2 separate regions of the Urocitellus parryii genome follow, and region 2 is linked to region 1. Evidence: chromatin contacts called from public Hi-C data. All regions are on one chromosome and are shown on one strand. Each heading gives the region's core, a stretch centred on a gene start, on an enhancer-like site or on the middle of the called end of the contact. The rest is flanking DNA. Distances are from core to core; before and after follow the strand shown.

Region 1 (2,915 bases), core at 56-2,555:
ACTTGAGAAAGGCGTAAGCACCACCCTGACCACGGGCAGGCCTTTTGATGACCACCTCCTCAATAATGCCATACTTCTCAAAGGCCCGTCGCAGCTCCACCTCAGACACGCTGTGGTCCAGGTTCCCGATAAAGAGATTTCTAGTGGCCCGCTGGTCGTCCTCAGGCATCAGGTCCTCCTCACACACTGCTGGGTAGCCGTAGGGGCGCCCGCGGTCATCATACAATCCGTAGTAGTCCAAGGCCCGCTCCCGGGATAGACCCACAGCAGCTGCGGCGGCAGCATCCAGGGCGAAGGCTGCAGCAGCGTGGCGGGCACGGGGTTCCCGCAGGGGTGGGGCGGCTACCGGGGACAGTGAGCGCTGTTTGTATTGATAGCCTCCATGGAGCGGCAAGTAGCCGAGCGGGTCGGCGGGCGCTGGCGGCCCAGGGGGTGGCGTGGAGGCAGCGGCGCTGCTGCTGCTGCTTCGCCGGCTGCTCCCGCCACCGCCGCCGCCCCCACCCCCGCGCAGGTACACCGGCTCTACCTTGAGCGGGCGGTCGTACAGCAGCAGCTGGCGGGCCAGGGCGTGCTGGCGGGCCTCGCGCGCGTCCTGCGGGTGCCGGAAGTTCACGTAGGCCACGCGGCCCAGCTCTGGAGTGTGCGACAGGCGTAGGCTGATCTCGCCAAAGCGCTTGAACTGGTGGAAGAGCCGGTCCTCCAGGTGCTCGGCAGGCAGCGCGGGACTCAGGCTGCTGATGAGCAGCGTCTTGTATTCCGGTGCGGCCGTAGAGCCGGGACCCGCAGGTTCAGCCCCGGGAGGTGGTGGGGGCGGCGGCAGTGGAGACGCGCGGGGCGACGCGCCCGAGGCGCCCGGGTCCCCCGAGGCCTTGCCGCCGCGTCCCCCACCGCCGGCGCCAGAGCTTGAGGAGCGCCCGCTGCTCGCACGGTGATTAGCGTCGCCGGCGCCCCGACCGTCGCGATGCCCTCCTCCTCCGCCGCCGCCGCTACCGCGGGGTTTGTCGCGGGCTCGCACTGGAACAGGGTGCTTGGTGCCGCCGCCGGAGGCCTTGTGCGCCGCTCGCCGCCCGCCCGCCTCCGCCTCCCGTTCGCGCTCCCGCGGCCGCTTTGCCGACGATGACGAGCCACGCCCGCTCGGGCTCGAGTCTCGCTCGCTCTGCCGCTTCATGGCGCCGGCGCGGCGGGCGGGCGGCCCGTAGGCCTTTCACAGTGGCGGCGGCAGCCGCGGCCCAGGAGGCAGCGCCCCCGGCGCCGCCATCTTGGACAAAAGGACTCGGCGCGGCAGTGGCGGCGGGGCGGGGCGGGAGCGGCGCCGAGGGGCTGGGCGTTGCGTAGTCAGGCTGCGCCGGACTTACCACGTGACTTCTGTGGGCGGGGAGAGGGCTACTCTGGGCGTACGTCATCGGGTTGCGCCGCCTTGTGCCACGTGATCTCGCTGCGAGGAAAGGAGTGGGTCGGACAGCGCGCCTTGGCGCCACCGCGCGGCCCCAGTGGACTGAGCCTCGTGCTTTCAGTCTAGTTTAGGTGCTCCGGAGTCTGGCTAACTTCTACCGGTGCTGGAACCAGTGCTGATTGTCCATGGGTGTCAAAATCCGGGATCTTGACCCAGCGGGTTTTTTATGTATATTTTTTCTACCCCCTGCCATGTTGTCTTCTGACTGGGGCCCAGAGTTGACATCCCTGATCCCTGTCCAAAACCCACATCTCCAGCATTCTCTGCATTCAGGTAGTAGTCCTGGAAAGGCCTTGAGAATCGTGGCTATGAACGCAGTGAGACCTGGCTGGGCCTGGTTCAGGCAGAGATAACGCACCTGCAGTTTAGTCAGACTAGGCTCCTTTGTGCCACTAGGTCCAACCTTCTGCTGTGGGCATCCAAGTTGGAAAGGCAGGGCTGTGGCGCCAGGGGCAAAGGAAGCCAGAAGTTGATGATGCCAGTAGTTAACCATTGCTTGCCATGCTGATCTCAGTGGCCAGAACTTTGTTCACCCCCGGGAGGGGAGGGGTGGGGTGGGCCAGGGTGCTCCAAGGATAGTTGGTGGAACCATTGCAGACCTGTAGGATGAGGAAGAGCACACCCAGCTCTTTCCTCCTATAATCGGAAAGCATTTCAGCAGATACAATAGGAAAGGTCTTGGAAGAGACAGCAGTGAACTCCATGGGCAAGCTGTTAAGAAGGCCCTTTAGCAACAGAAAACTTAGCAAACACACAGATGAAGTGATCTGAGGGTAAAGACCAGCTGAGGAAAGGTCTTTTCAGGTGGTTTCTGTGGGTGGGAAGAGCAAGTGTCTCAACTGAGCCACAATTCTTGTTGATAGCCAGAGAGCAGCTAGACACTAGAATTCCATAAGCCCCATAAGCCCTAAGGACCTCCACTGTTATCTAGGGTACACAAAGGCAAAAAGCAGCTCTTTCATGGCTTATTTGTATAAACCAGTGCAGCAAAACTCCAAGTAGGTGTCAGAGGGTAGTACTAACATTAGACCTAGATCACAAATCTTGATGAGCAAATAAGAGGTCAAAGAGCTGAAGTTTTAGAAATGCCAATACTGAATACATGGGTATCACTGTGAAAAACCACACTCCATGCACCCTATTCTGCTTGTACGGAGTCCTCCCAAGTACTTTAGACTCAACTTCTGTACTTAGGAACTGTGCAGCTTCTAGCCTCTCCCTACTGACAGGAGTTGGGGGTGTCAAATCGCCAACATCAGGCTGAGGTGCCTGATAACCCTCCAGTCCTCCAAAACCCACTCACATCAGCTGGTTTCAGCCTGTGTGACCTGCCCTGGTATTTTCAGCACTGGTGGGCTGAGGGACAGAATGGGATATACCCCAAGACTCTTTGCAAACTGGAAAGCATCATCTGGTAGGATCCTCATTTTAGGGCGAAATCTTATTTCAGCAGTCACTTTAT
Region 2 (2,743 bases), core at 242-2,741, 230 kb before region 1:
TCCCTGATGACTGGCTTCCAGAAAATCCCAAGCATTTAATCCAGGTTGGACATCTCTGAACAAGACCTGAAGCTCTCAGCATCAAGGACACGGATTGCTCTAGGAGTGACAAGCTCTTACTCTGTGCTACTCTCTTCTGTACACCTCTATTTCAAAGGAATTTAACTCCCACCTTTCTTTTGCCTCTCCCAAACCACTCAGAAAGGGGGTAAATGTTCCTGCAGGGTGTGGGAGCAGAGCTTTAAAGCACGTAGAAAGGAAGAAGGGAAATGTTAATTTCCCCCTTACACAAAAGATAAAGGGAAGAAGGGCTGGGGAGGCTCACCTGAAAAGCCAGGTTCACTTTTAGCAACTCATAGTATCCAGCGCAGCAGGGGCCAAGTGCTCCAGTGCTGGGGGCAGAAAGGAAGAGTCACTCCAGCCCAGGAAATAACCACTGGGCAGGGCTCCACGCCCTGACTAACCCCTTCCCAAGGAAAGCCCACCAGGTCCTCTGCAAGCACCCACCACCCCATACTCAAAACCTCGGGGAAATCAGAAGCCAAACCCACCCTCACAACGTCTGGATCTTCTCTAGAGCCTTCCTCATACCCCTCTTCCTGGTGGGTTCCAGCCACCACACTTGGTGCCCAAACAGCCCTGCCACTAACCTTGGGAAGGATGTGTCCTTTCTCTGGCCTCAGTTTACCCTCGGATCAGAGGCCCCAGATTCAGACGCCTAACCACTCAAGCGGGTGTGCATGGGGGCTGGGTGAGTATGGGGGCTGGCGGCCGGCGCGAGCTTCCTGAGGCCGCTCACATGCGCCTTGGAGGAGGGCCGGTCCTTGGACGACCGGCCTTAAAGGGCCCCGCGCTGGCAAAACTTTGGCTCTAGAACTAAGAGGCAAGACAGCGGCTCTGAGGGGCCCGCGCGCTCTAGAGGGCGCCGCCTCTCGCTCTCGGCTTCCAGCCCTTGCTGGCCGGAAGCCTTGACTATATGTCTAGCCTCTTTCTCTCCGCTCACGGCTCTTGTAGCTCCACGCACCTCTGCAACTTAAGGGACGCTAAAGTTTGCAGCGGGGCGGCGAGGCGCGGCCTCGTGAATTAGATGGACTTAAAAGGTGACTCATGCCTCCGTTTCTTCCCCAGCTCCACTGCCCCTAGACAAGCCCCGTACCCGCGACTGAGGTAGTGGGTGACCTAAGGTGGGAAGGGCTGGCCCAAAGTCGCATTCAGGGCCTCGGACCTGACCGGGGCCAGCTGTGGACAAGACGATATGCAAAGGGTGGCCTAGGTCGCAGGGGGCCACGAAAGGGTCGCGGGGAGCCCTGAGGTCACGCCTGGGAGGACCGTGGCCCCAGGCCCACGCCCCGGCGGGGACGCCTCTCTGGCCCGGCCCTCACCTCAGCAGCCATCCCACGGACGCCGCCCTACACAGGCAGCTTGGGGATCGGTCGCGGAGCCTGCGCGCGCCCGCCGCTCACGCTCGCTCCGCCCCCTCTCGCGGCGGGACGTGGCCGTGGCCGTGGGCGCGTGCGCTCGGGACCCAGGGGGCGGCCCCGCCCCGTCTCCGTAGCAACGCGCGCGCGCCAATCCCAGGGACTTGGCTGGGGTGGAGCCCACAGTGTACCTTCCCCCCTCCAGCAAGCAAACGGGCTGCAGAGGGTTGACTGAACAACACCCCAGGGTATCTGGGTTGGCGGAAGCTCTACAGCGACAGCCCACCTCCAGACGCGGGGGAAGTCAGCCTGGTGGCCCGCAATAAAGGGTCAGGCGGGGGTCCGGGGACTGTAGAAAACTGTTTGTACAGGTTCGGAAGGTGCGACACAGCAATGTCAACTTCTAGCATTGGTACAACCCTTAACTCTGGCCAGTTTATCTAATTGAGGTTTCATAACATGCTTGGGAACCAAGCAACACAAGGCCACTTGCTTCCGTTTTAAAGCTATAGAAGCTCAATCCCATTCTGGGCTCAGGGGAGAAACTGGTGGATCCAACCTCTCAACAACATAAATATCTGCTTCTGGCTTCCACTCACCCCCCACTAACTTTCCTTCAGTGGGCACAGGAATAATCATTCTCCCATCCAACATTTATCAAGTACCACTTCCTGCCAGACAGTTCTAGGGGCTGGGGATACTGAGTAAACAAAACCAAATCCCCATCTTCTTGGAGCTAGTTCCAGGGGGAATTCCTCCCTTAGTCTCCTCCAGTACCCTGGATGTGGCTTGGGAAGGCTACTCTGACCTGGTTTAGCCTAACCTACTTCGAATTCCTTGAGGACAGGTTCAATCTTCAGCTTCTATCTCAGAACCACAAAGCACTATGCTAGGTGCCCAAGATAAAGCCCTGGTAGCCTGAGAAGCCTAGGTTTACAGTGAAGGAGGTGGGGAAGGAGACAACTACCCTCATAAGCCTGCTTATAAACAAGACAGGCTGGGCCAAGGACAATCTTGGTCCTTCTGATGAGGACTGCTGTTTGGGAGGGGGATCACTCTAAAGGGAACACAATGAAGGTGGCTGTAGAAAAAGTCAAACGCCATGTGTGCAGTGTATCTTGTGAATCCCACTACAACACGAGCAAAGGGCAGGCTGGTCCCACAAAGGTAGTCAAAATCCTGACTTTCCCCCCCTCTCTGTCTGCTTCACATTTCTTCTTTCTACAGGCAGAGGGGACTAAATCTTACCACAGGGCTAAGTCTGTCCCCATACCCTGGGGAGACTGGCAGAATGGGCAGCTGGTCCCCTAACTCAGGGCCAGGCC

The links. A called contact is a pair of places that touch in the nucleus more often than the background predicts.
Region 2: a contact with region 1 is called in a Hi-C map of liver, with 4 times the contacts expected there. The contact joins the promoter of Tex264 here to the promoter of Rbm15b in region 1. A contact is called at or near these places in 2 of 2 Hi-C or Micro-C datasets (liver and muscle).

Annotation. Positions count from the first base shown.
Region 1 is chr2:94,016,678-94,019,592 of mUroPar1.hap1, reverse strand. Rbm15b (RNA binding motif protein 15B) reads right to left here and starts at 1,305. Exons shown (of 1, transcript XM_026383766.2): 1 at 1-1,305. The coding sequence starts at 1,168.
Region 2 is chr2:94,245,218-94,247,960 of mUroPar1.hap1, reverse strand. It overlaps Tex264 (testis expressed 264, ER-phagy receptor), which reads right to left and starts at 1,491. Exons shown (of 6, transcript XM_026383843.2): 1 at 1,383-1,491; 2 at 326-392.